Linked DNA regions of Mus musculus: regions 1, 3, 4, 5, 6 and 7 are each linked to region 2. The links are chromatin contacts, called in public HiCAR-type, HiChIP or PLAC-seq and promoter capture Hi-C maps. All regions are on one chromosome and are shown on one strand. Each heading gives the region's core, a stretch centred on a gene start, on an enhancer-like site or on the middle of the called end of the contact. The rest is flanking DNA. Distances are from core to core; before and after follow the strand shown.

The links. Promoter capture Hi-C pulls out the DNA fragments that hold promoters and counts their contacts. HiCAR-type assays count read pairs that join an accessible place to other places. HiChIP or PLAC-seq counts read pairs in DNA pulled down with a chosen protein or histone mark.
Region 1: a promoter capture Hi-C map of liver shows a contact between it and region 2, with 3 times the contacts expected there. The contact joins the enhancer-like site here to the promoter of Ppp2r5e in region 2. A contact is called at or near these places in 3 of 39 promoter capture datasets (embryonic stem cells, hippocampal neurons and liver), 5 of 115 datasets of contacts at active chromatin or transcription factors (astrocytes, embryonic forebrain, embryonic hindbrain and 2 more) and 1 of 9 other capture datasets (embryonic stem cells).
Region 3: a HiCAR-type map of astrocytes shows a contact between it and region 2, with 4 times the contacts expected there. The contact joins the enhancer-like site here to the promoter of Ppp2r5e in region 2. A contact is called at or near these places in 3 of 39 promoter capture datasets (the 3T3-L1 cell line, hippocampal neurons and liver), 2 of 115 datasets of contacts at active chromatin or transcription factors (astrocytes and stem cell-derived neural progenitor cells) and 1 of 9 other capture datasets (embryonic stem cells).
Region 4: a contact with region 2 is called in an H3K4me3 HiChIP or PLAC-seq map of forebrain, with 7 times the contacts expected there. The contact joins the promoter of Syt16 here to the promoter of Ppp2r5e in region 2. A contact is called at or near these places in 4 of 39 promoter capture datasets (cranial neural crest, hippocampal neurons, second pharyngeal arch cranial neural crest and 1 more) and 2 of 115 datasets of contacts at active chromatin or transcription factors (astrocytes and forebrain).
Region 5: a HiCAR-type map of astrocytes shows a contact between it and region 2, with 5 times the contacts expected there. The contact joins the promoter of 1700086L19Rik here to the promoter of Ppp2r5e in region 2. A contact is called at or near these places in 4 of 39 promoter capture datasets (the 3T3-L1 cell line, cranial neural crest, hippocampal neurons and 1 more) and 3 of 115 datasets of contacts at active chromatin or transcription factors (astrocytes, embryonic forebrain and stem cell-derived neural progenitor cells).
Region 6: a promoter capture Hi-C map of hippocampal neurons shows a contact between it and region 2, with 6 times the contacts expected there. The contact joins the enhancer-like site here to the promoter of Ppp2r5e in region 2. A contact is called at or near these places in 3 of 39 promoter capture datasets (the 3T3-L1 cell line, hippocampal neurons and liver) and 3 of 115 datasets of contacts at active chromatin or transcription factors (astrocytes, epiblast stem cells and stem cell-derived neural progenitor cells).
Region 7: a contact with region 2 is called in a promoter capture Hi-C map of liver, with 4 times the contacts expected there. The contact joins the promoter of Hif1a here to the promoter of Ppp2r5e in region 2. A contact is called at or near these places in 10 of 39 promoter capture datasets (the 3T3-L1 cell line, the C10 cell line, cranial neural crest and 5 more), 3 of 115 datasets of contacts at active chromatin or transcription factors (astrocytes, embryonic forebrain and extraembryonic endoderm stem cells) and 1 of 9 other capture datasets (macrophages).

The regions. Positions count from the first base shown.
Region 1 is chr12:73,929,186-73,931,976 of GRCm38.p6, reverse strand. It overlaps Hif1a (hypoxia inducible factor 1, alpha subunit), which reads right to left. Exons shown (of 15, transcript NM_010431.2): 5 at 1,208-1,320. Among named protein-coding and RNA genes, the nearest start is that of Gm15283, 22 kb to the left of the region's middle. Within about 2 kb of position 1,501, at least 3 of the 459 cell types and tissues checked have an H3K27ac peak or open chromatin away from gene starts, as enhancers often do. A contact at or near this core is called in liver, where this site is marked.
Region 2 is chr12:75,594,878-75,597,740 of GRCm38.p6, reverse strand. Ppp2r5e (protein phosphatase 2, regulatory subunit B', epsilon) reads left to right here and starts at 1,509. Exons shown (of 14, transcript NM_012024.3): 1 at 1,509-2,106.
Region 3 is chr12:73,789,399-73,792,219 of GRCm38.p6, reverse strand. No RefSeq gene overlaps it. Among named protein-coding and RNA genes, the nearest start is that of Gm8075, 4.8 kb to the left of the region's middle. Within about 2 kb of position 1,354, at least 107 of the 459 cell types and tissues checked have an H3K27ac peak or open chromatin away from gene starts, as enhancers often do. A contact at or near this core is called in astrocytes, where this site is marked.
Region 4 is chr12:73,996,402-73,999,274 of GRCm38.p6, reverse strand. It overlaps Syt16 (synaptotagmin XVI), which reads right to left and starts at 1,498. Exons shown (of 8, transcript NM_001364282.1): 1 at 1,412-1,498.
Region 5 is chr12:74,282,864-74,285,612 of GRCm38.p6, reverse strand. 1700086L19Rik (RIKEN cDNA 1700086L19 gene) reads right to left here and starts at 1,337. Exons shown (of 4, transcript NR_030735.1): 1 at 1,157-1,337; 2 at 1-98.
Region 6 is chr12:73,698,111-73,701,059 of GRCm38.p6, reverse strand. It overlaps Prkch (protein kinase C, eta), which reads right to left. Exons shown (of 14, transcript NM_008856.4): 7 at 752-879. Among named protein-coding and RNA genes, the nearest start is that of Gm34189, 83 kb to the left of the region's middle. Within about 2 kb of position 1,314, at least 52 of the 459 cell types and tissues checked have an H3K27ac peak or open chromatin away from gene starts, as enhancers often do. A contact at or near this core is called in hippocampal neurons, where this site is marked.
Region 7 is chr12:73,906,514-73,909,407 of GRCm38.p6, reverse strand. It overlaps Hif1a (hypoxia inducible factor 1, alpha subunit), which reads right to left and starts at 1,541. Exons shown (of 15, transcript NM_010431.2): 1 at 1,084-1,541. The coding sequence starts at 1,118.

The DNA.
Region 1 (2,791 bases), core at 252-2,751, 1.7 Mb after region 2:
GCACCAGGCATGCATGCCCTGATATACATGGAGGCAAAACATTCATGCACATAAAATAGAAACTAGGGATCACTTATAATCCAGAATATGGATCAAATGCCTTCTTTTGGCCTCTGTAAACACATGGTATGCTTACATGCAACCAACTAAAACACTAAAACACACACGTGCACACACACACACACACACACACACAATGAAAAATATTTAAGTCTTGTATTAAGTCTAGACTATCTTTCCTTCTTCACTAATCTGGTCATTATAGTTGATTTTGCTCTGGTGACTATGGTTCAACACTGAACAAAAAAAGGAAACTGAGATAGAAAATTATACTTATATTAGGATTTAAATACTAGTTGGCAAAGCCAACTGATAAGTTAGCTTAGTATAGAAATATTGTGGGCTGGAGAGATGGCTCAGTGGGTAAGAGCACCGACTGCTCTTCCAAAGGTCGTTGAGTTCAATTTCCAGCAACCACATGGTGGCTCACAACCACCCGTAATGAGATCTGACGCCCTCTACTGGTGCATTTGGAGACAGCTACAGTGTACTCACATATAAATAAATAAATAAATGTATGTATATATTTTTTTAAAAAAAAGAAATATCGTATTTCCAATAATTTGTGTTTATATATCTCAAACTGTCAGATTATTATACTGTCTTTAATGGAGATTACATATACTGAATATAAATGCAAATATGCAAAAGGGAATAATTATACTTTTCCCTCGTAAGTCTATTTTGAAATTGATTTTTATTTTATGTGGGTAAGTGCTCTATCTGCATGTATGTGTGTGCACTGTGTGTGTACCTGGTGCCTGATGAGGTCAGGAGAGGATACTGGATGATTTCCTGGAACTGGAGTTACAGGTGACAGTGAACTGACACATGGGTGCTGAGCACCAAAGCCAGGTACTTGGCAAGCAAGTGCTCTTAATTACTAAGCACTTTCTCCATTCCCCTCATAACTCTAAGCAAAACTCTTTTGTTTGTTTTGTTTTCTGAGGTAAGGCTTGTGTTCCCCTGGCTGGCCTGGAACTTGCTGTGAGGACAAGGCTGCCTTCAAATCTGTAGCAGATGATCTTCTGCTTCCCAAGTGCTAGGGTCAGCTGACTTTCAGCACTCCTAGTGAAAGCTCTTGATACTAGCATGTATGTGTATAGGTTTATTTATCTATAATCAAGTGCACGCTCAGCTTGCGTACCTTCCACGTTGCTGACTTGATGTTCATCGTCCTCCCCCGGCTTGTTAGGGTGCACTTCATTCTGAGAAAAAAGCTCCGCTGTGTGTTTAGTTCTTTCCCTTTTCTCACTGGGCCTAACGAAAGCAAGAAACCGAGTTTTAAGTCACAGCTAAACATAGAAATTTGTTAGGATGAGAGCATCAAAGCAAGGCTCTCAGCATTAACACAACCATGATTTGCTCCCTCTTCACCTACTCCAGCATGTCAGTAGGTCTGACAGCTCCATCCAGGGAGAGTGTGTGTAAGACGGCAGTGACTCCCTGGACTGTGGGAGGAGAGTCCACACTTCACAGGATTAATTATTCATCTGTGCTGGTGAGTTTGGTCCAAGTAAAGAAAATAAGAAAATGGTGTAAGTGTACCCTATAAATGTCTGTCAGTATACAAGTATGTCCCCTTCAAAAGAACTTGTGTAAATACTTCATGTCTTTTACCAACTGTGATAACTCAATTTTGAATAAGCAGCAACGTGTTTACAGAACTTTAAAAATGCCAACTTACCTTTTGTAAGTAAATAGCATCTGAGTATGAAAGCCAGACAGAATGTTCTATCAGAAGTTACAGAAATCAGCCATGATGGTACATACCAATACTCTCAGCACTAGGGAGGCTGAAGGAGGAGGATGGAGATGGCCGACCTGAGCTACATATGAGACCTGTTTACAATTTAAAGTCACAGGAATAGGGACTGGGAATGTAGCTCAATGGACGAGGACTCCCTTAGTACATACATGTAGGCCTGGCTTTGACACCCAGAACAACAACAAAAAAGCCACAGAAATAAAGCAGAGGAAAATCAATTCACGTCTAATTTAATCTTAATGTCAAACCTCATAACTAAAAAATTAGATTACATTTAGATGACTCTGAAACAACATCTTGATTTCCTTTTTTATTGCTTAGTCTGGTTCAAAACAAATGTTTTACTTATTTGAAATGCTCAGAGAAAGTGGATTAGATAGATATAGAACTTCTTTTTTGAGGCAATGACATTTTCTAAAATGGCTGAGTGTAATGGTACATGCCTCTAATCCCAGCATTTGGGAGGCAGAGGTAGGTAGCCCTCTATGAGTTCAAGAACAACTTGGTCTACTTGGAGTCCTAAGCCAGCCAGGGTTACATAGTGAAACCCTGTCTCAAAACAAACAAACATACAATAAAACAAGACAATTTTAAAAAATAAAATTAGAGGTATGATGGTGGTTAGGCCATTTCTATGAATATCTAAAAAAATCATGGACATTTATCAAATGGATACATTTTAAGGTATATAAAATGGAAGTATTAGGGAAAAAACAAACAAACACAAAATATCCATTATTTAGAACCGAGTGTGTATACTTAGAGTGATGCAGAGATCAATAATTAGATGCAATGCTATTAAGCATGTAATACATAATACAGTAGGGTCAATAGCAATACAATGCAAAGTAGTCAAGACTTAATAAGACTGCTTTCAAAGAACAGAGACTAGGTCCTGACAGAGGGAATTAAGAAAGAGAGACCAGTATACTCTGTTTATAAATTACTATTTTAAAAAAATTA
Region 2 (2,863 bases), core at 260-2,759:
ATATAAGTTACTTGAAGCCAGGAACCAGACTGGAATTCCATATAATTCTGCAGCATGGGGCAATGAACTTTATTAGGGTAAAAATGGCCACTCAGTCAGTCAGTCAGCAGCCAGTCTTCTGGGGTCTGCTTTCGTATAAGCCATCTTTCCCATTTCAGTTCAGGGCAGTAACATTCTCTTTCATAGTACAGAATTATTTTTCTACCCAACAGGATAGAAATTTGCAACAAACCAGAAACGCAAACGCATGGTTAGCACTTGTGGGTATGATACAGAGAGCTTTATAAATGTATATTCCTTAACTGTACAGAACATGACATGATACTGAGAGGAAAAACTCGGCTACAGGATGAAGCATTTTGAGTTTGAAAAAGAATATACATACATGTGTGTATGTATGTATACATACATATATATATACATATATATATATATACTTGTGTGTATATACATATATGAAATATAATACTAAAACTACATCAAAATGACTGGTTATTTTGGGTTTATGGATTATAATATTATTTCTCCTGTATTTCCCCTCCCAGATTTCCAAATTTTGAGCAGCTGGTAGTTTGATCTTTGTAGTTAGTATTTTTTTCTTCTTTTAACTATTGTACGTAGCCTGCATTCAAATTGATTGATGGTCTAAGAATATTCTTTGGAAACGTACCATTTGGCCTAGGGTTCACCAATGATGCAAAAACATGTATGTATTTTCGTCCTCGTTCTAGATAGAGGTAAGTCTTCTGTTTAAACTCAGACTCAAACTATCAATTAAAATCTGTCGAGTTGGGGGCTGGGTATTTCGGAGTCCTGAAAGGGCGAATGCGGGTATTCTGAATGGGAGACTGCAGAGTTGCCATCTGCATTAACTCCCGGAGCGCGGGCCCCCGCCGAGCCTGGCAGGGGCATCAGAGAGCTGATATTCAGAACTGGCTTTTGGGGGGACCAGGTGAGAGTCCAACCGGTGGCCAGGCCTCCCACGAGTTGAGCGAAGGACAGCCACTGGGGTATTTTTCTGCCGGCTTCCATGGCCGCGTTTACACAGGGCTCAGGGGGCCGTGGGTTCCGTGCGGAGTGGGGCTTGCGGGCTGAACCGTGAGGCACCAGGACGGCCGCCCTGTGGCCTTCGGATACCCGGGTGAAGACGCTCGCGGTCCACAGGGTTCCGCCTGGCGGAAGCTCCAGTCTCGGGCGCGCCCGCCGAGCTCTCCTCAGGCCTAGCAGACGCCGCAGTACCCCCACTTCAGGCGCCCTGGCGGAAACGGCGGCCCGGTCGCCCGAGCTCACGGTAGCATCCGGGTCCCCCGCGCCTCGCCCAATCGAGGGCCCCGTCCCTTCACACCCTCCTGTTTCCCCGCCCCCCCGCGCCGCCAATCCCCGACCAGCTCTCAGCCGAACGTGCTGGCCTGGGAGTGAAGGCGCGCGCCGGCCAATGAAGTCTCGCTTCCCGTTTGAAGTCTCCAGTGGGCGGGCGTCGGAGGCGGGCTCTGCTAGCCAGGAGGTTCGGTTGCGCCTGTGCCATGGACTCAGCCGCCCGGTGATATTGACAATAGGAGAGAGAAAGGGGCATTGACGGGGACCCTGCGCGGGTAGCGAACGGCGGCTCTGGCAGCGGCGGCTCAGGCGGCTCCAACTCTTCCTCCCGACTCCCGCGCTTGCTGCCGCTGCAAATCCAGGCTTCCTCCCTCCTCCCCCTCCCCGCGTCGCCGCCGCCGCCGCCGCCGCCACCACCGCCGCCGGGTCCGGTGCAACGAGCAGAGGCGCCGCCCGCCGGGAATGTGAACGAAGAGCCACCGGCCGCGCCGCAACCGGGTCGGTGCCGATTTGATGGGACGGGCCCGCGGGGGAGGCTCGTGAGGCCGCCGCTGCCACTGCCGGAGCGCTGAGGTTAGGGGCCAGCCGAGAGGCCTAGAAACACTGCCGCTACCGCGGAACCGGAGGGACGTCGCCCCGGACGGCCGTAGTAGCCCGGGGCTCTCCGCCGCTGCCTGGACCTCCCCCCGTGCGTCCCGGGCCGTCGCCCGCCCCCGCCGCGGCCCCTAGCTCGCAGCCCACTCCGCGCAGCCACAGATCATCTTCCGATTCTTTCCCAGGAGCTTCAAGGTAACTTCAGCTTCGGGTCCCGCGGCTTGCCTCCCGGGGAACCCGCGGAGCGGCGGGCTCGGGAAGGCCGGGCCCAGGCAGCTGAGGGGTGCGGCGGGGTGGGGGGAGCGGGAGCAAGCGCCCGGCCCACTTGTCTGATCTACCTGCAGAGGCTTTGGAGGCCAGCACCTCTCTTCTCCTCGGCCTCGCCGGCTCCTTTTCCTCCCTCTTTTGAGGCGTTTTCTTGCCCCCCCCCCGGCGGGGGCGGGGGAGCAGGGAGGAAGATTCCGTGGCCGCGCAGCTTCTCCAGGGCTTGGGGTTTATGTGAACATACCTGCAGACAAACAGGCCACTTCCCTGTTTTCATACCTCCCCCTTGGAAAAGCCCCAGTAGTGTGCTCTTTAGAGAATGCTAACGCTTTGGGTGCAGTGGCCCAGGTGAAACCTGTTTCCCTGGGCTTTGCAGGGACCCCGCTGTTACCATCATTTCTGCAATGCTTTGAGTTGAGATCCTTGACATTTTATTCAGAGCTGCGCGCATAAGAGGCAAATGATGAAAAAGAAAGCTGCCTATAGATCATCGTTAGAGATGAGAGAAGAGAAATAGAGACAGAATGAGGGATGGGGGGAACGAGGCTTACAGAAATCTGTGTTGCTAGGGTTAGAGTGAAATCTAAATAATTCCCAGATGAAATTGTAATATTCGTCCCTAAATTTACAGCATACCAGTGCGATGTGGAACTTCTTGCTGAGGTCTGACATTTTCGATAGTATTTAT
Region 3 (2,821 bases), core at 105-2,604, 1.8 Mb after region 2:
AGACACCACCTGAGTAGGTTGGAATGGAGTCTGACAGTTTACATGTCTAATGTTTCTAGGTATGGCTGATGAGGGATGCCGGGTGGGCCACATCTCAACAACCAAAAGTGGATGAGGATGTGTAGTGAGCACAGGCAGGCTGGGGAGAGGAAAAGGTTAAGGGCAGTGGTTCTCAACCTTCCTAACTCTGTGACCCTTTAATACAGTTCCTCCTGCCGTGATGAGCCCCAGCCATAAAAGTATCTTTACTGATACTTCATATCTGTCATTTTGCTACTCTTAAGAATCATAATATCTGTGTTTTCTGGTGGTCTTAGGTGACCCCTGCAAAAGGATCGGTCGACCCCAAAGGGGTCACAATCCACAGGTTGAGAACAGCTGGTTAAGGAGACACTGGTGTCGTCTTTTCAGGGGTTCTCTGTCTCCTCAAATCTGTGCTTGCCTACCCCGCCAAGCAATTGGGTTGGCATCTAAGGTTTGAGAAACCCCCTCTCCCAGTCAGGCTGTGGACTTGACAGAATCCCGACTTTCTCCTAAGCTCCACGAGCTGAGCCAGGAAATCAGAGGGAGACTCGGGAAGGCAGCGGCATCGTCTCTGCGCATGCACCCCTGCCAAGTCACTTGCCTCATGGGCTCTTTGCTTCCTACTCTATGAGGGGAGCAGTCTGAAAAACTTTTAAGCCTCCGAGGTTTGTTCCATCTCTCTCCTCAGACCTTGGACTTCTTAGATGTTTCCTCATAACATATATAAAACGTGGGCTCTGGCCCATAACCGAGGCCAAAGTTAGCGCTTGCAGGGACTTCTTTGGAGTTGGCATTATGAGGAAGTCAGAGTCAGTCCCTCAGCTCGCACTCTTTGTCTTTATGTCCCCTGTTCAGACTGCAGCAGGACAGGTAGAGCAGACCAGCAGTTCCAGGGGAGCACAAACGGCTGCCTCATCACGAGATTAACCTACAAGCTCCTCAGATCTTTCTGGCTCTGCAGGTACAGGGTGGAGTCGCAGTGAACCAAGCGCCGACGTTGCCGTCCCATCCGTGGAGATTTCCACCTACTTTTACTGTTTTGAACTCCAGACAAGAGAGTTACCAGCCACATGATTTTCTATACTAAAAGCTGGAAAATATTTCCAAGAGCCCCAGGTAGAGCCTGGGGCCTAGAGGCCCCTCCTCCCCAGCCCTTATCTACTCCCTTGTGTACTTAGAATATCTGCAAGGAGTCCTCTCTGCATCCCTTCCAGTAAAGCCTGTACGTGGCTGGCACAGGGAACTCTCCCTGGAGAGGAGATGGGTGAGGCGGTGGACACACTTCCTGAAGCCACAAGAAAGAGGAGGCTGCTGATTCATCAGCAGCTGCTTCCTGGACTTACAATGCCGGGCTGCACTGAAGAGTATTTTTCCAAGGTGATGTGAGCTGTTACAACATTCCTGCTGGTCCCCATCGGCCCTTCCTGTAAGTCAAACCAGAAAGTTGCCCAAACCAGCATTCCTGAGCAGCTGAGCACAGGATTCCAGACACAATGTTCCCAGCATGCCTTTAGATCCCTCTTGGAAGCAGGAGTTCATCTCTTTCTGAGCCTCTGCATGTCATCAGCCAGGGCCAGGGGGTTGTTGGGCAGGCCACAAGAGTCATAAGGAAGCGGTATGTGGCATTAAGTCAGCTGGGAAACACAGGCTTTCGCAGATTCCCCTAACAGGAGGGTTGGCTGAGAAAGGAGCAAGCCCCACGTGTCACTAAGATGCTTTTTATGTTCCTACTCTGCCTTGACTCTTGACTGACACAGAAAGCTGCTGTGACCTATACCTGACCTTCTCGGAGCTATGGCACTGGTTTGGAAGTGCCTGTGTTTTATCTAGGTATCTGTGTGTCTCCGTGCAGAGAGTATGCTGTCTCTGTAGGATAGTGGTTTTCATTTAGAATGGAAAACCTCATGGAAGACAGTGAGAAATGTGCAGGGGAGCAAGGACAAATGCCAGATTTTTCCCGTTCAATGATGCCCTACCCCATAAAAAATGAACATTGAAAAAAAAAAACAGACTCATAAAAGCAGTTCTAAGATGCTTTTGTTTTTGAGACATGGTCTCAAGTAGCCCAGGTTAGCCTTGAGCTGACTATGTGGTCAAAGATGCTCTTGAACTTCTGACCATCCTGCCTCCACTCCTGCAGGGCTGGGATTCTAGGCATGCATTTTAACAGCCAGTTTTATACAGTGCTAGGGATCGAACCCAAGGTCTTTGTTCATGCTAGACAAGTAGGCTACACCACAGTTCCTGGTTCTAGGTACATTATTATTTCCTAGCAAAATAAAAAGCTAATGGGAGTGGAGGATTCTGGGAATAAAGCAAGAGATAGGGGCCTGCTCTTAGACACATTACTTGGACTCTACACTACTCTACTATAAAGTGGAAAATGACCTCTTTCATCTCTCTTTCTCCTCTCTCTCTCCCTCTCCTTCTTTCCCTCCCTCCCTCTCCTGTCCTTGATTGATGCTTTTGGTATCTTCAGCCAGAGAAATCCTAAGCTAAGAGGCCCTACTTTGGGAGATGTCAAGAAGACTCATTGGGTAAAGGTGCTTGTTTTCAATCCTGAAGACCTGAGTTCGATACTGTTGTCCACATGGTATAAGGAGACAACAGATCCCTGAAAGATGCCCTCTGACTTTTACACCCGAGGGAGATATGGTATACACACACACACACTTTTTTTTTTTAAAAAAAGAAATGAAACTTCTAAAAAACACCCTACTTATAAAATTAATTCCTTAGTCATGCTAAAAGAATAACTGAAATTTGTAATGAGAGTTAGAGGTTTACAAGTCGTTCT
Region 4 (2,873 bases), core at 249-2,748, 1.6 Mb after region 2:
ACAAATAAGGGCAAGTGCAATTGTTTCTTTGTTAATAAAAATCTAAATGTATAGCTTCTTCCCCCTAGACCTACCTAATGTGTATACTTTTGTCCATAGAAGCAGAGCTGAGAGCAAAAAGGGTTGTCTCTAGTAGTTAATTTTGTGCCACCCCCTGATCTACAGAAAGCAGAGAGGGTCCATTGGTGTCGCCACACAAACGAAATGATGGCGAATGGGAGATGAGTGAGCAACCACACACATGTCCATTTCTCTTGCATGCCTACTACTTATGAGATAGATACCCATCACTTTCCCGGGTATGGCAGGCTCACTACGCATGTGTATACACATAATCTACACATACATATACTTTTTTTGAAACAGGGTTTGTAACTTGATATCCTCCTGCCTCAGCCGCTCAAGTCCTGGGATTACTGACTTGAGCCTTTAAATCCAACAGCCACAGTTTTAAGGTTGGGAACAGGGCCACAATCCCACTACTGAGGGACTTGGGATATAAAAATGTCATCATAGCTTTTAACTCGAAACTGTGCATCCTCTGTACTGTATGCAAGCTGTGTTCTTGACTGAATAATGATAAGTTTGAAGGAAAAAATAATGAAATTTTGACCCTCAACACCTATTTTGTCCCCTCTCATCTCTCAAAATTGCCTTATTATTGTCTGTAATCACATGGTACATTCAGTGAATGAAGTCCCTACTGTGTGCCATGACTTTTGCTGAGGACTTTAGATGCTAAGTCTAAGACAAGTGTTGTGACTTATTTTACTCTGCACTCCTTTTGAGGTTCCACTAACAGGTCAAGCTACAGCTACATGTAACCAGTTTTCTTAGCGGTAACCCTAATTTCCAAAAACAGCAGCAAAGACTCCAAGATGCCAACAGCAGGCCAGCCTGAAGCCTTGCAACTCTTCCAGTCTTCGGTGTCAACCTTCCTTCTCTGCACGCCCCTTTCATTCACTCTCCATGGCAGCCAGGCAAGGTCTGTGGCTTCAGAGCCCCAGAACAGAGCCCAGTGGGGCCACCCACCAGGAAGAGGGCGTGCCAATCTGACCCAGAACTCCAGGAAAACCTTGAACTCACAGCGCCCCAATACTGGGCTCCCTAAAAACTGGCTGTGGGCCTGGAGGCAGTCCCCAAAGGGCTGCGAGGCCCAGCCCTGCTGCCTTCAAGCATCAAGTGTCCCCTCCAGTCGGGTGCTGCATCCCTCCTGAGAGGTCCTCGGATCCCCAACCCTATCCAGTCCTGTCAGCCATAGCAGGTGATGGGCACGGTAACAAGGGCGGGCTCCGGAGATGGGGTACCCGGTCGCTGCCCCCGCGAGCTGGGCACAAAGGCAGGCGCGCGCGGGAGGAGAACTTGCCACCCCGGATGCCTTGCCCCCGCCCCCGGGGAACCCCGCACTTACTGTCAGTCGCCATGGTCGCGTCGGGGGGTTGCAGGGCGGCCGCCCGCGGCTGGGGTACCCACGCCGCGCCCGGCCGCGCGCGTTCTCGACAGGCCCCGCGCGCTCGAGGGCCGCGACGCGCACAGACGCTCCCGCCGCGCGCCCCCGTCGCGCCGCCCCGAGCCCCGTGGTGGCTGCCAGCTGGGTCGCCCCCGCCAGCGTCCCCACACCCTAGCGGAGCCGACCGCCACCGAACCTGCCCTGCCCAGCCCGTAGCATCATCCCTCCCTAAGACAAAGCAGCTAGCAACCTGGCCCGCTCCTCTCCAGGTTTCTTGCCCGCTCTATTCTCCCGCTGAACAAACACTTGGTATCCTGCCTTGCTTTTTTCAATTCATCCGGGCCTGGTGCTTCTTTCCAGCAATGTCGACCCTGAGCCCTAGCTCAAAGGAGCAAAGCAGGGAGCAGGTGGGGGAGAGAGAAGCAAGGATCACACAGGTGCCTCCTGTGTGTGAGGACCAAGACTCCTCTCATCCTCTTGTTTTGTCTCCAAGGTGAAAATAGAGCCTTGTGTGTAGTAGGCTATCAGATCTCTATTAAGCGACTTAATGGAGGACTCTAACTGGAAACCTGCGTGAATTAATGAGTTAGTGAATAAATGGCCAATTAACTAATTAGATGTGAACAGGATGGGTGACTAACGAGTGGATAATTGCGAGCCAGACCACAGGCGGCTCCGATGACTTGTATTAAAGGACCAGCTCCACGAGAAAAGCAATCAGTATTGCCTCAAGGACCATCGCGGTTAAAAGGACTTTGAAATGAGTCCACCTGTGGGCGTTTGTTCGCAGTACATCTTGTTGAATGCTATAAACCAATTACTGAAAGATCCTTGCTATATTTAGGGACCAGTAGCAAATGAGAAACCACCACCACATGGGGAAGCATCAAGTGGCTCAAACTCAAAGCCTAAGCACGGGAAGGCATTGGGTTTTTGTTTTTCGTTGTTGTTTGTGCAGGCACGATGCCTTTGGTCGGCTTGAGGCCACTCATTTAACCCAAACAGTAAGGATGCCAGTGGGCGTCATCTCAGGCATCGCTGGGCACCAACAGAATTCAGGTGCAAAGCAGAATCAGAAACAGTTGCCGTCTGACCAGGTGGGCAAAGGAAAATACCGGAAAACAACAAAAGGGTCCTCTCTGATCAGTCCACAGGATGTAGGTGAGGGAGTCAGCACGATGAGGGTGAACCGCATCCACATTCTGCTGGCTGCGGCTTTCATTTTAATCTGTTTACGGCACATGTGATTCTCAAGCATAGACACCAGGTTCATGTTTTAGTTCTAACAACCCTCGGTGGTGATGGTAGGTCCCCAAACAAAGAGACACAAGAAGAGCATTAAAAACGCCTCAAGAACTGTGAACCTGTCTGAAGCTCGAAAATCTTCATCTTAAGCTATTTTGATCATCAAGGTAGAGAGGTG
Region 5 (2,749 bases), core at 88-2,587, 1.3 Mb after region 2:
GTGTATGTCTAGGACAGCCTCGGAAGATGTGGTGAGAACTCCCCTTGGCACATGGAGCATGTCTCACAGCCTCGGGCTCATGAATGGGGACCTGGGATCTTGAAACAAGGAGACATACTGGCATAAGACACCTCTAAAGAATCAGGGATGCAGGGACATGAATAAGTTATCAGGGCAGGAGAAGGCGGGTGGGGTGGGGATGGGGGGCGGCACTGAGACGTTTGAGGTGGGGCCGATCTGGGACATGGTTTAGAAAGAAAGATAAACCTTCAAACTCAGGATCACTTAAGTTTAAGTAGGAGCGACGTCAACTCCCCCTAAGAGATCTGAAAAGTGCACAATAGTTCATCTTGTCAGTGATTTACTCGAGCGGTTATTTTGGGGAAATGTGATTAAAAAAAAAATCACAGCCAGCTCTTGTATAATTTTAGGCTGCATCACCCTCCAAAATAACAAAGCAATTAACTCAAAACACCATAACTTGTTCTTTCTCTGACATACTGACTCTTTCTGGCAAGGTCTGAAGTAGCTGCTCCACGTTTGAAGATAGTTCTCAGCAAAGGGTTCCGTTTAACCACACCTAGTCTGCATGGCTGTGTGCTCACGGATCTCATCATCTTCTATATTTAGAGAGACGGGCTTTCCAAGGGAAGACGGGCATCCAATAAGGACGATCCCATCTAGAGAGGTGAGTTACTATGGTTACTGCTCAGGAGGCTGAGGACCAGTGAACCACTGCTCCTGGCCAGCTGGACCCTTTCCAGATGAGGACCTAAAACAGAAGCCCGTGTTGACTGAATTTCGTGGAGCCTACTTCGTGTCGTTTTATCCATAACCACGGGCTGCCTTTGGGAGCTGCCTCCAGCTCTCCAGCCTCGGGCAGCCAGGCAAAGCAAAATCAAGGAAGGTGGAAAACTTCTAAGCACTAACAGACAGTAGCGAACAGAGGGGGAGTCTCAATATCCAATCCTGGCATTTAAAAAATCAAATCAAGTTATTCGGGACCAGTGGCTAGTCACTTTTCAGTGGCTGGGGGCAGGGTGGGATCCGAGGCCAAGTCCCTAACCTCCAGCCGTAGGGAACGCGTCTTCTCTGGGCCTCGGGTCAGATGCCTGGCTGGAGGGGTCCTGGCAAACCTTGAGAGGGGTCCACTTACCCGAAGACTGCGTGTGCAAATGTTTCACAGCTCCTGTTTTTTCGCGAAGGTGTCACTCTTCGGACGGGTTCTGACAGCGACAGCGACAGCGGCGGCGGCAGCGACTGCAGCTCGGCGGGGCGGCCGGCTCCTGCAGGTCGGTCCCTCCTTCTCTGAAGCGCCTCTCGCTCCGGCTCAGAACGCGAGGCGGGCGCGCGGCTTTTCTAGGCGCGCATTGGACCAAAGGGAGCAGATGTTATCCGGTTGCTAGGAGCGTTGCTAGGAGGCGATGACGCCCCTCCACCGCCCGAAGCAACTTTCCTGAAGGTCTCGGGCGCCAGAGGGGGCTACTGAGAGCCAGACTGGGAGCTCTACCGGGAAGGAAGGCTGAGAACGAGGGGTCCAGCCACGGGTCACACTGACTTGGTCCAGGAGAGCTGGCGACACGGGAGCGGGAGCGTCGCGGGCCTGAGCGTTAAGAGGAGTCTCGCGTCCCAGAAAACGGTCACTCACTGGAGGCTGGATTGGTGTCCCCATGGAAGTTGAATGGGGACAGAGGTGGAACTGCATTTAAAGGTGTGAGGGATCCTTTGGCTCCGGGACTGTGTCCCACTGTGTTCCTGTTACTACAAGCAGGTTTGAGCAATTGACAGACTTGAAAGAGGGAAATATTAATCCATGAAACTCAATCCTGAGTCTAATTCCTTTGGGCACCCTATATGGCTACCTCCTAAAAACGGGAGGATGGCACCGGGTAGACGAGGGGGAGTGTTTCCATGGGGTGTTCCCATGGTCTAGTGTTCTGCCTCTATACCATTAGACTTCATCTAAATGAGAGAAGAATAAACCCTTCAATTAATATGAAATGTTCTATAAAAAATAATCACACAAATGACATGAAGTTGGAAGAAAGATGTAGGGGTTTCCAGGGATAGTGGTCCCGGGAGTGGGAAATGAATATGGTCGAAACACATTGCATACCTGTATTAAGTTCTCAAAAGGCAAATAAAATCTATCTTTTTAAATGCACCTCAAAAGGGTACTTTCCACAAAGGATACTGGGGAAACTACATATGTTTCAGTCATTGTTGCTTTAATGTAGTTTCCACAAAGGTTTGCAGCTTCTCCAATTTCTTGATAGAGCTTATTTTGATTCAGTTTTTGTTTGTATTCTTGACCATTGCTTCTCATCCTCACCGTGGCTGTTGTGAAATGGTTTTATTTTATTGAGGGGAAAGAAAAAAAAGAAGACTGCAAGAACCTCAAAGTGGGAACATCTGAGAAGCCAATGAGCAAATTCAAGAAAGGAAACCAAAATACCTAGTAAAGAAATTCTGCTTAGCATGCTCCCTTGATGATAAATTTCTCCTAAGAAAGGAGTACAGAATTTCCCTGGCTCCCTAGAGAGTTGGGCCAGGGCCAGGGCCAGGATGGAAATCAGCACCCCTGGGACTCACTTAGAAAGAAATACTGTGTTTAGATCCAAGCCAGGCTGCTGCTGCATAGCACTGGGTTAAGTACTAAGGGGTGGGGGTGGGGGCAGCCATCTTCAAGGCTAGCGGGGTACAGTATGATCCCACAGTTCAGAGGTCTCCAGTACCTACTTCATGCCTT
Region 6 (2,949 bases), core at 65-2,564, 1.9 Mb after region 2:
CAGTATTGAATACCATAACACTAAAGACACTTGATGTTACAGAGAAGGAGGCACTGCCCATTCTGGGACTGTCACATAGCCTGGCTCCAGATCTCACAGCCATCCAGACATGGCTGCTTCCCAGCCTCCAACCAAGGATGTGGGCCAGAAAGACAACACTAAGAACTAGGAAGCAGCAGCTAAGGCTCTGATGGACAGCATCAGCTGGATGTCACTTGGGGAGGTTGCAGGACAAAACACAGCCAGGGCAAGAAAACCACTCCACCCATTCCCAAGCGTCCCGAGGAAGGAGCTGTCTGCTGCAGAAAGCAGGAGATGAACTCACAACCCTGGACACGTGCTGCAGTCTAGGGAAGTGGAGAACCCCAGGCACTGGCACCTTCAACCCCATTTAGAGATAAGGAAGCAGAGGCCGGTGGCTTCTGACCAGCTGTCCCGATTGGACACCAGCCAGGGGCGTACCCTAGGCATCTGGATTCTGAGATTCTTGCCAGACCAGATTGATAGGAAGCTGATTTTAAGGGGAGGTGGGGGGTGAGTCCGTTCTCTTGCTTCATGATATACATGCATGCTCACTGTTTTGAGCCCTAACTGTGTAGACTCTAGTTGGGGAGATAAAATGCCTTTTTTAAAGCACAGCAGACTTGTTCACTGGATTTGCTGAGATTATGTCCCCCTAGACTCTCATTTGAGCTCATTGCACCGGAATAACTTGCAACCTACAATACACAGCCAGAGGCAAAGGGCTCACCGAGGTTGGAGAAATATTTCCGGGTTGGAGACCCATCCCTGCCAGGGTCTTGGCAAGCTCCACGGCATTCACCCCGCAGTTTGGGGCCACGTTCGCCTGACACCGAATATGTACATTCATCTTACATACTGGAGGGAAGAGAAGAGAATCCAGGTTCACAAACGTGCTTGCAGGGAACATCGGTAGCCTAACGACTGTGACAGAAGAACGATACGGGCAGCTGGCAGTGTGATCTCACAAGATTAAACTCGCATTTAGAACAAGTCCTGGCATTTTCCCTGCTTCTGATTAGTGCAGAGGCAGAAATGCTAGAGCATGAAAGAATAGCAGGCTTCGAATAATAGATTTTGACTCTCTTCACCGTGGCTCGAGAGGATAGACTCATCTAAATCACACGTAACAGTTGCCTTGGCAGCAAGACACGATACAGAGATGAAGATGCTCATCACAGAGACCATCACGGGGCGGTTAGATAACAAAGGATCATGCTAACTGACTGCACTCCCTCTTGCCATTAAATAAAGGCAGCAGTCTCCAGGCTGCAGCTTGGTCACTGTTCAAACAAGGTGGAAATGGGTTTCTGAAGGGTTTATGCACCTTCTTTCCGGGTACTGCTGTGGTTGGGTGGTACTCCTAGCCCACAAAGAACATCCGGTAGGGCTGTGGTTCTAACTGTTTTATAGGGAAGAAAAAAAATAGCAAACTTTGAAGTGTTTGAAGGTCAGGGTTAATGACATTTGGAGAAGGGAGCAAAGCAAGCTACATTTCTTGTTATCTGTGAAGCTCCCGGGACAATGACAGCTCCCAGGTTTAATCGGCAGACATAAATTACTATCATGTTTCTTGAAGTGGGTCCTGCTGACAGAAGGCCCGGCTGAAGCCTTGTGCAATAAATGTCTCTTCGATGGAGCCACTCCGTCTTTGGAGACACAGAACAACCTAGACGTTATGGGGATTGCGTTTGTCCTTTGGGAAGCTTTCTTTATGAAAACGGACACCGCGTGAAGCAGAGAGAGGCCCTGATGCTTAAGCTCCATTAGCTTCATGGGAAATCGACTGGTATAGAGAGATGCAAACGACAAAGGCCTTTTAGAAAAGCCCTGTGGCAATAAAACCAAAAGTTGAAGGAGTCAAGTCACTGCAGGTCTGCTGCTCTGGGGCACCCGGGAACAGAGGGCTACAGGTGATCCCTATGTGTGGATCTGTACCCTAGCCGGAAATACAGGAAAACGGAAGTGGCTCACTCCCCGTGAGAGCCTGAGACCAGTAGCAAGCAACACCTCAGGCAAAGCTGCTGCTTCACTTAAGCTTGCTGCTGCTTCAGGTGAATGAAAAACGGTGCCACAGGGCCAGAGAGATGGGCTGTTTGTGCTGGTTTTCTTCTTACCCCAGGCTGCTCTGGGCCTCACTATGTAGATCGACCCTTGGTGCTGGAATTAGAGGCATGAGTTACTACGCCTTGCTAGAATTTGGTCCCTTTTGCTGACAGACAGTTTGACTGTCCCAGACAGCCAACGAAAGTTGTCATCCTAGTGTGTGTCTCATAAGGCTTCAGGTGCACCCCAGATAATCACATACTCATGGAAAATGACTCCGGGCCAATAGCTCCACAACCCCTAACAAAACAGGTGCTGGCCTTTACCCCACTCAGAGCCTTTGAAAAGGCAAGAGCTCCAAACAGCACCGTGTGCAGTTGGTGAGGTGCCAGCCACCATCAAAGCTTCAGCTCTCGCTCTTTGCCCTACCAGCTTCTTCAGTCACACCACAGGACTCTTGCAGACAACCCACGCAGCTCCTGCTAATGTGACAGCTCAACTGCTCCCTACTTCTGATGAGAGCCAGTTCTCACTTAGAACCCAAACCTTCTCTTCTGGTCATTCAGCTATACCTCCTCCCACCTGTGCTCTCTCTCTCTCTTTCTCTCTCTCTCTCTCTCTCTCTCTCTCTCTCTCTCTCTCTCTCAGAGAACCCATTTTCAAAGCCCTCTTTCAAATGCCTCTTAAAAGCATACTCAGCAACAAGTAGCCAACAACTAGCACAGTAGATCTTTAGATGTAACTTCTAATTTAATCTATATTATTATAGGGATCTGACACACTTCTCTTTACATGTACTCCAGCCCAACCAGTGATGCTTAAATAACACAACTCAGGTATTAATATGTAAACCATCAGCCCCAGGTCAGATTATAAGCCCAC
Region 7 (2,894 bases), core at 292-2,791, 1.7 Mb after region 2:
AGTAAGTTTATCTCTTCTGCTGATATGGATAAGGGGAATTAATCTCTTCCAGAAGACTAGAAGGACTTAACAGCAAATTAAGCCAGCCTTGTAACCACAGCTCTTACTACAAACCTTCAACTCCTTAAACTGATTTTCTCAAGGTTAAAATATCGAAGTAGACAAAATTGTGTGCTGGCGGCAGGGGTCGATCTTACCACCACTAGCTGTACTCAATTCTAAAATGTTCTCCTTAGACTCAAACCACAAGATGTTTCATAAACTTACACTGAATTCTCATGGAAGATTTCACACTTCAGATGTATGGTTTTTGGAAACAATTCTTTTCAGGTGTTCCAATAAATTTTCAGTATTTTAACCGACGGCTTTCATCATATATAGCCCCCACTCCATGAAATTACCGGCCTAAATTTAACCAAAACTATCCGTAAGTTATTTTCAGGAGTGAACGAGGCAGCCACATATTGATACATAACGTCTGGGCTCTCCTGACAGGTGATGCAAACACAAGTTTGTAGAAATTGGAAGTTGTTTACAATGATGCCATTTTCCTAAATTCCCGTTACTCTGATGGAGGCAAGTTTTTCCAGATTACAACCAAACCCGCACGTGCAAACTAGAAAGTTAGCGTCTTCGGGCCCCCAGAAGAAACTCCCTAACCTACAAAGGCAACGGCGGCCGCGGCGCAGCGAGGCGGCTCGGGGGAGCCCCGGGTCGGCCTCGGAGGGCCTCGACCCCAGGAAGCTGGCAGCGCGCACAGGGTCCGCCCGGGGCCCGCTGCTCGCGGCTAACGCGGAGGACGGGGAGGGAAGGCGCGGGAGCTAGAGGCGTACTCGGCCCTGGCCGGCTCGGCCGGATGGGCGCGCGGGGCAGGCTGGGCTGCGACGGCGCGGGGCGGGTGTCCGGGGCGGAGACCCCAGCCCCGCCGAGCGCAGGGCCCGCGACTCCCACCCCCAGCGCCAAGATGGCGACGTGGACCGCGGGGGAGCCCGGCGCGTGAGGCTGGGGGGGACGGAAGGGGAGCGGAGACAAAAAAAAAAAAAAAAAAAAAGCCAGTCCACGGAACGCGGCGGCCCGGCTTACTTTTTCTTCTCGTTCTCGCCGCCGGCGCCCTCCATGGCGAATCGGTGCCCGCGTTGTCTTCCCGGCCGGCGGCCCCCGGGCTCGCTCGGGCCTAAACGCCGGCTCTGTCCGCGCGCGCGGAGAAAGAGACAAGTCCAGAGGCGGGGTGGGAGGCGGGACGCCCCCCGGGACGGCGAGGCGGGAGCTGCAGGCTGCGCTCGCTGAGCTCCGGCTCGGGTTCCTAGGCGCTCCTCCGGCTAGCTTGTCAAGGCCTGGCTAGACACTGCCCGCGACGGCGGCGAGGACAGTCCTCGCGTCCCCTCAGCCGAGGAGGCTCTGTGCACTGAGGCGCTGAAGCAGCGGCAGGGGGCGGGCAAGGGCGGAGGCGCGCTCGGGCGCGCGGCGAGGGGAGGGAAAAGCCGAGGGGTGCGCGCGCCCGCTCAGCACCCAACGCGCGCGCCCGCGGGCCCGCCTCACCTGAGCGGAGGCGGGTTCCCGGAGAGCCAATGGTGAAGGACGCAGGCGGCCAGGCCCCACCCCAGCCCACGTTGCTCTCAGCCAATCAGGAGGAGGTCAGCTGAGCCCCAGCTGGGACGAGCTGCCCCGCTCACGTGCTTGTCTGTGTGCAGCTAGGGAGGGAAGAAAAAGGGGCGAGCGACGGGTGCGGCTGAGCCCAGGTCTGGGGGTGGGGGGGTCTCTGCACCTTCAATGGAAAGCTGCGTCTGGCTTTGGGAGGCGCTGCTGGAGCGAGTGGGCTGCCAAGCTTGGGTCCGAGCCTGGCTCGCACCGCCCCGGCTCTCTATAGAGTTCTCTGAGGCTCGCTTACTCCTTAGCTGCGTGGCTGGACCCGGTCGCCGCCCATCCCGCCCGAGTTTCCAGTTGAAAAAAAAAAAGCCAACTTTGCGTTCTGGCAGCCAGCCCCCCTGATGTTAGAGTGGGGTCCCTCCTTCCCAGGTGACCGACACCACTCAGTCTCCAGTCTCCGCTCTTTGCTACACAACAAGGGAAGTCTCCAAGTGATTAAGATTTTCTGGGCCAAAGTTTGACTACTGAGCAAATGCAGATAAAAATATAAAACAAATCCGTCTTGCCAAACCTCTCAAGGGGAGGGAAGTTGCAGGGCCATTTAAAAATAAACTATCTTAAGCATTTACAAATAAACAACAGCTTCAATAAGTGAGAGCACAAGCCTGAATTTGACAAGACAGGAAAAGGCATTGAATAGACTTATTTTGCTTTCATGTTGCTTTAAAAACTGACAAAGATCATCTTAAATGGATGCAGAAAAGGTGCAAGAATTGTTTCAGACTGAGTTTAGTTCACTGTTTAGACTGAAAGAAGAACAAGTCCTTCAACCTACAGACCTTGACAGGACTGCTCACCGGCTATGCTGGGAGCTATGGATTAAAGCCATCATTTTTAGTCGGTCTTTGGAAGCATAAATGTTAGGTCTGTGGGTATGGTGTGTGTTTGTTTTAAAAGTATTCCAAGCCCAACAAAGGAACACTTCGTGCCCGTGTGTGTACACACACACACACACACACACACACACACACACACACGTGTTATAGACACAACTGAGTCTGAATCTGGGGTCTCTGAAACTGACCTGACACTAGACTGTTTAGTATCTCTTCTTTGCCTTGTTAGTACATTGTTACAATCTAACTTTGGGTTGTATAATAATGTAGATATCTATGGTACATTTAAATTGCATTCAAATCCAAAAACAATGCCCTCTAGAAATACACATAATGTCCAGGTCTAATAAGACAATAAACAATGCATGAAGCAACTCAATACTCATAAAGATATGATTACAGCTGGAGATT